Linked DNA regions of Oryctolagus cuniculus: region 1 is linked to region 2. Evidence: chromatin contacts called from public Micro-C data. All regions are on one chromosome and are shown on one strand. Each heading gives the region's core, a stretch centred on a gene start, on an enhancer-like site or on the middle of the called end of the contact. The rest is flanking DNA. Distances are from core to core; before and after follow the strand shown.

Evidence for each region. A called contact is a pair of places that touch in the nucleus more often than the background predicts.
Region 1: a Micro-C map of ear pinna shows a contact between it and region 2, with 5 times the contacts expected there. The contact joins the enhancer-like site here to the promoter of RDX in region 2. A contact is called at or near these places in 2 of 6 Hi-C or Micro-C datasets (ear pinna and embryonic fibroblasts).

The regions. Positions count from the first base shown.
Region 1 is chr1:102,164,272-102,167,590 of mOryCun1.1, forward strand. No RefSeq gene overlaps it. Among named protein-coding and RNA genes, the nearest start is that of FDX1, 42 kb to the right of the region's middle. Within about 2 kb of position 1,685, at least 1 of the 8 cell types and tissues checked has an H3K27ac peak or open chromatin away from gene starts, as enhancers often do. A contact at or near this core is called in ear pinna, where this site is marked.
Region 2 is chr1:102,093,906-102,097,214 of mOryCun1.1, forward strand. It overlaps RDX (radixin), which reads right to left and starts at 1,811. Exons shown (of 16, transcript XM_051849641.2): 1 at 1,630-1,811.

The sequences.
Region 1 (3,319 bases), core at 435-2,934, 70 kb after region 2:
ACCGTTTCTATTAGGCACTGGGAAGTTCTTCAAGAACATTCTCTCAACTACTCTACATAAGGAAAAAGGGAGACCTTCACTCTTCCGTGGAAACCCACTTCCGCTCCACAGCTCTGCAAATGCTCTGGAACACCTGAAGCGTGGTGCCAAGGGTGTGGTAGGCACAGGGGCACAAGACTGTGTGAGGTTCGGTCCCCTGGACTGAGGGACTTTGGTTTGGTGGCGCTCATAGGCATCCCCCAACACTTCCTTAAAACGTGGACTAGAATTAGGTCATCTGGCACCAAGATATTTTAGAAGTCATCAGTTTTTTGGTGTTTCGGCAATAGCAGATCTGAGTTTGGTACGATCTGAAGCTGGAAAATTTGTGGGCCACCTAAGAAAAATAATACAAAATTGTGAATTCAAAATTAGGCATAAAGTTTTGAAAGGGATCAGCACAAATGTGTGGAGTAGGAGTGGGGTAGGGGTGTGTGTGTGTTCCTAGAGTAAAATATTCACTTTCTGCATGGTAAATCCACTTTTGATTTGAGGAATAATAAAAAGATCCTTTATCCCGAAGCTCTCCCTGAAAAGCCCTAACATGTGCTTAGCGTTTCTATCATTGTTTTCCTTCCATTGTTACAAGATTAAAAGGCTAGGGGTGGGCATGGTGACACAGCAGGTTGAGCTGCCATTTGTGATGTCCACAACCCATAATGGAGTGCCTGTTCAAGATCTAGTTATTCTATTTCTGATCCAGCTTCATGCTAATGTGCCTTGGAAGGCAGCAGAAGATGGCCCAAGTGCTTGGATTCCTGCCACCCATGTGAGAGACCGGAATAAAGTTCTTGGCTCCTGCCTTCGGCCTGGCCCAGCGCTGGCTGTTGTGGGCAATTGAGACGTGAACCAGTGGATGGAAGAGCTCCCTGTCTGTGTCTCTCCCTCTCTGCCACTCTCCTTTTCAAATAAATAAAATTAACAAATCATTTTGCTAAAAATATACATATATATGTAAAAAGAGGTTAAAAGGCATGGTAATGGAACAATTTGGGTGCCAGATATTACTTAAGCCTATACTATCTTCAATTATCTAGGGACAAAGAACACTTCAATGGCAAAGATAAAGAATGGAGGATGAACAAGGTGTTTTATTTTTTTCCAAAAGTAACCTTTTATTTAAGGAGTACACATTTCATAAGTACAACTTTAGGAATACAGAGATTCTCCCCACCACACCCGCCCTCCCACCCCCACACTCACCACACCTCTTCCTCCCTTTCCTTTTCCCAGTCCCATTCTACATTAAGATTCATTTTAAATTAACTTTACACACAGAAGACCAACTCTATACTAAATAAAGTTTTCAACAATTTGCATGAATACACACACACACACACACATACAAACTGAGAACAAGTATCACAGTTAATTCTCATAATACAACTCATTGAGGACAGAGGTCCTGCATGAGAAGTTAGTGCCCAGTGACTCCTGTTGTCAATTTAACAATTAACACTCTTGTGTATTTGTCAGTGATCACCCAAGGCATTTGACGTGAGCTGTCAAGGATATGTAAGCCTTTTGAATCCACAGTCTCTGTCAGTATTTAGACAAGGCCACAAGCAAAGTATAAATTCTCTTCCCTCTTTGGAGAAAAGTACCTCCTTCTTAGATGGCCACTTCTTTCCACTGGGGTCTCACTTACAGAAATCCTTCCTGTAGGACATTTTTTTGTCACAGTGTCTTGGCTTTTCATGCCTGAAATGCTCTCATGGGCTTTCCAGCCAGACCAGAATGCCTAAAGGCTGATTTTGAGGTCAGAGTGTTACTTAAAGCGATTGTCATTCTATGAGTCTGCTGTGTGGACTGCTTCCCATGTTGGAACATTCTCTCCTTTTAAATTCTACCTATTATTAGAAGGTGTTTTAAGATACCCCTTTTATTGCAGAGAATTTGAAAAAGCACAGAAAGCAAAACAAATTCATTTGCTGATAATTGTTACCAGCATTTGGGCAAAATGTCATCACAATCTGTTTTATATTCCCTGAATTTGTAACTTGCTTGTGTTATGCCTAATAATACTCATGAACATTTCTGGGCCAAGTATTTTGTAAATATATATTAAGCAATTTTAAGGAACTTTTTCTTATGAGAAGGAAAAATAAGACAATAGTATCATTGATCTGATCACAAAGGCTGGATATTACAACAAAATGCAGTTGCTGCCATCTAAAGGAAAAATGTTAAAAACACTGAAATGACATTTTAAGATAAATGATCTATTAAACTGAGATACTAAATCTGTGTTTTTTTTCCTTCCTTTTACCCTGTTGCTTTTGTTCCTTTAAAAAGTTATCATTTCACTGAATAATCCATTCTTAAATGAAAACAATAAAGACACATTTGTTTGCCTGTAACAAGTATAAAAATATTATGAAAAGAGAGTAAAAAGATTCAATTTTGGAAAATTGAATGTGCGCAGGGAACAGCAAGCCTTCTTCAGGGTCACTCCCCACCTGACGACAATACCTCAGCCCTGGGCACCAGGCTGGAATGCTGCAGGCCGTGAGTATTACTCCTGCAGACAAACATGCATGGAAAGACTGTGTGGGTTTGGGAAGGACACCCTGACACTCTTCCCCGCCCCTCCCAGCCTTAAAAAGCGGGGTAGGCTCTAAGACCTACAATCATCTCACTGCAGTGTAGTGCATGCAGTGGGAGGAAAGAAGACAAAGCAAGCTAGGTCTCTAATCACATTTCCCAGGGACCACAGGTCTGGCTGCTCTTCAAACTGAGCTAGAAAGAGGGCAAAATGTTCAAGTTTTCACCCTGTTTCTGGCACACCCCGAGGCAAATGGCCAACCGCTTTCATGGTGATTTCTGTGCAGGCTTTGAATAAGGACTGGAATAAAAAATATCTCCGCCTTCCTTTCAGGGATTGAAGGACACTGTGAGGATGCCAGGGTAACCGCTTTGTTCTAAAGTGTGGTCATTTCTTTCCCCCTTTCTCAGTCTTCTACTTGTGAGTCACTTTCTGCTGCAGTGCTAGGAGAGGCAAATAGCAAAGGATTATTTTTGAAAACTTGAGATTTCAATCTGGGTCTTCGATTTCTGTTCCCTCCTTAGTTTTATTCTTAATTGTGACCTTCATATGATTAAAAGAATGAATCCCATTTTTGTCCTGAGGACGAATATAGCAAGTTGCACCAGGATTTCACAGCCTACTTCTTTCACATAGGGGTCATTTTCATTTGGTTTGTTCTCCGTCACTCTTAGATTTGTTGTCTCCTACTCCTGTCTGCACACAGATCTCTGGAAGTCTCGATCTTTCTTTATA
Region 2 (3,309 bases), core at 561-3,060:
TAACTTGCAAAACAGACTCAATGTATTTCCCCTACAGCAAAACAAATTCAATCTATTCTACAAGTTATTTGAGCCTCCGCTACCTTCTCCTCCATGTGAAGCAATACAGCAATGCACAAAACAATGTATATCACCCCTAAGCCTGAGAATTAGATACTATTTAAAAGCCATACTCAAATGCTGTCTCACTCAGAGAGCCTTCAAAGTCTTCTTTATGTATTCACTCCTTACTAACGATATATCGACTGTTGGTTAAATTCCATAATTAAAAAAAAAAAAAAAGAGCAGCTAAGCAAAGAAAACAAGGTCAGTGCACTCCTTTTTGCAATACACTACTAACTTCAAAGAAAGCGTCCTGCATTTTGTGGTATTTGGAGTAAATTAGTGTGTCTGACAGATAAAGCACACTGGGGAAACCAAAGAAATCCTGAAGTTATAAAACTAATCCTGATTTTCAGTCTCTCTTCTCAAATCCAATCATGCTGTTTTGGCAAACGGATTAAGCCATTATTTATCTAGCCAAATGAACAGGGCAATTGTTTGTTCTGAGCGCCGTCCATCATATAAAAGAATGTTTGGTGTTCTAAAAAAAAAAAAATGTATGCTCCGTCAACAATAGATTGTAATGTCTATGTCGAAGTACTCGTTTGTCAAATAAGCCCTTATTATCTCAGCCTTCTTCATTTACATCACGCCGGTCTCAGGGCCACGAGACTGCGAGGGAGCGAATACTCCATCCCAAACAGCAACTGTGTTCTAAAACCCATTTACGACGAAGTGGCCTTTTCACACATTTTCAATCTCATTAAGAGAAAAACAAATACTGCGAGCGCTTAAGGAAACCTATCTGTACAGGAACTGGTGCGCTCTATTGAAACTCAAATAATGCACTGCCGCCTTTCAAAGTTCGCCCGGGAAGCGAGCTTGCAGCCCTTTAAAAAAGGGGGGGGGGGGGAGTGTAATACACTGAACTAGTCTGGTGGGGTCTACAGCTCCTAGACGTGGGGTCCTGGGCTGCGGGAGAAAGTTCAGGGCTGCGGGGCCCCGCGGCGGCGGCGGCAGCAGCAGGTAGCGCGCGGCCCGGCGGCCCGGCCTCGCGCGTGCGGCCGGCGGGAGCGGCTGCCGCCCCAAACCCTGTAATGCAACATCCCTCTGCCAGTAGGGCGGAACGCACGCTCTCTAGTAATTCAACACCCCCTGACTTTCCAACGCAAGGCCGAAGTCCCAATAAATGCCTTTCCTGCACGGCAAAATAACAATTCTGCCCTCGCTCAATGGGAGCTGCATTTTTCAAAGTACCCTCGGGACCGCGGCAGCCCGAGCCGGGGCCCAGTCCCGGCGGCGGGAACAGACCGAGGCCGACGCCGAGGGCTGACTCCACGCCCCGCCGGAGCAGAAACGTGCGGCCGCGGGGCGACTCTGGCCCGGTCCCGGCACGTTCGGGCTGGGCCTCGGGGGTCCCGCCTGCCCGGGAGCGGCCTGACCGGCCCGGCAGTCCCAACGGCGGCGGCGGGGCGCGCCAAAGGCCCTGGCGGCAGCGCGGGCCCCGCAACTTCTCGCCGCCACCTCAGCGTCTCCGGCCGAGCCCGGGAGCGGGGAGTGGGGGAAGGGAGAGCACCGGCGGCTTACCCCGAGAGGGAGCGGCTCCTGGCCGCCCGGCGTGTAGGTAAGCGCTGCGCGGCGGCGCCCCGCGGCGTGCCTACGGCAGAGAAGCAGAGACTGTGGTCCGAGCGCTGGGCAGCGGAAGAGAAGAGGCGCCGCCGCCACCGCAGACAGCTCCGCAATATGGCCGCCCGGCGCCTCCTCGGGGGAAAGGCGGGGCTGCCCCGCGCCCCCCGCCTCCCCCTGCCGGCCGCCCGGCCCCGCGCGGCGCGGCCTGAGAACCGACGCCGCCGCCACCGCCGCTGCCGCGCGCGCGGGCCGCCCCGCCCCGCCCCACCCCTCCCCTCCGGCCGTGAGCCCGAGGCCTCGCGCGGGGCGGTGCCGCGGGGGTCGCGGGCCCGGGAGGCGGGGAAACGCGAGGGGCAAAGCGGTGGGCCTGGGAGCCCCCGAGAGGAGCGGGCGAGCGCGCGCAGGAGGGGCGAGCCCTTGGCAGGGAGGACCGGGCTTGGGCGAAGCCTGCGGTTCAGGGGAGCGGAGTGCCCAGCCCAGAGCTCGGAGTGCGCCCGCCGCCTCCCCCGCGAGTGGAAACTTGAAACTCCCGCTGGTGCCAGCCGACTCGCTGAGGGCGGTGCCATCGCCCCGAGGAGGAGTTCTTCTTCCCTGGGGAGTCGGGGCGCAGCTCGGGCGTGTCTGTTGGCACCGAAGAGCCTGCACTGGGAGAGCGGACCGGGCCTACCTGCGTGGAAGCGGTGCTTTGCGACGCAGAGCGTTTAAATTGTGTTAGCAGGTTTTAACTAACCAGAAAAACTCGCTTTTTCAGGGGCAGGCTTTGAACCCCACCCATGTCTCCCTGGGTATAGCCCCAATCGGGAGTACGAATTTTGAGCCAAGCAAGGATGGTGTGTGATGATTTATTTACCCACAACATTCTTGGGCTGTGGGAAGGAGGGCCCCCAAGGAGCAGACAAACCTAAATTATTCCAGACTGGGAGGGTCCTGCGGTCATGGTGGGACCCCCTCGCTTCAGTTGCGGTCTGGGGCTAGAGAGAAAGCTCACGAGCTGTGGTTCAGGGTCCTGCCACCTACTCCAGTCCTGCTGCCTCCTCTCCGTGTTTTCTGTTAGGATTCGAAGAGCAAACAAAACTTGCAGAGCAGGTACCAACAGCAATGCACAAAACCTGATTAGCGCTGCTCTCCCTGTTCGCAACAATTTATTTAAGTGTACATTTTGTTAACAAACTTTACATTCAAATAGCAAAAGTTCAAGAGCACACTTAATTTTACAGAGCAAATAATTTATATCCTTTCTGCCTTCGCATTTGCCTTCGCTGAGATGGTGGCTTCTCCAGGAACCCTCTCTGCAAATGACTTTAACTAAGCTTTCTCTTGAGTGTCCATCGTTGCCCTTGGAGACCTCTCCTAACAATTAAACGCCCCTAGGGACTCAAGGGTTAACCTCAAAGACCTTTCAATTGCAAATTCCTCAAGGATGAAAACCAGGTGTGTGCTTTGTAACCAAACAGGTTTATGTAGTTGTTTTCTATTATTATTGTTATGCGGTTTTTAGAGACCACCAAGAAGTTACTCCCAGGCCTCTCTCAGTGCTCCCCACCCCACCCCCTGCATCAGGTTCTTGCACAACTGGTTGCAGGCGTGAAGAGTCAAAATGTAAATTCCTAAACAGAACACTAATCAGACAAAAGTATG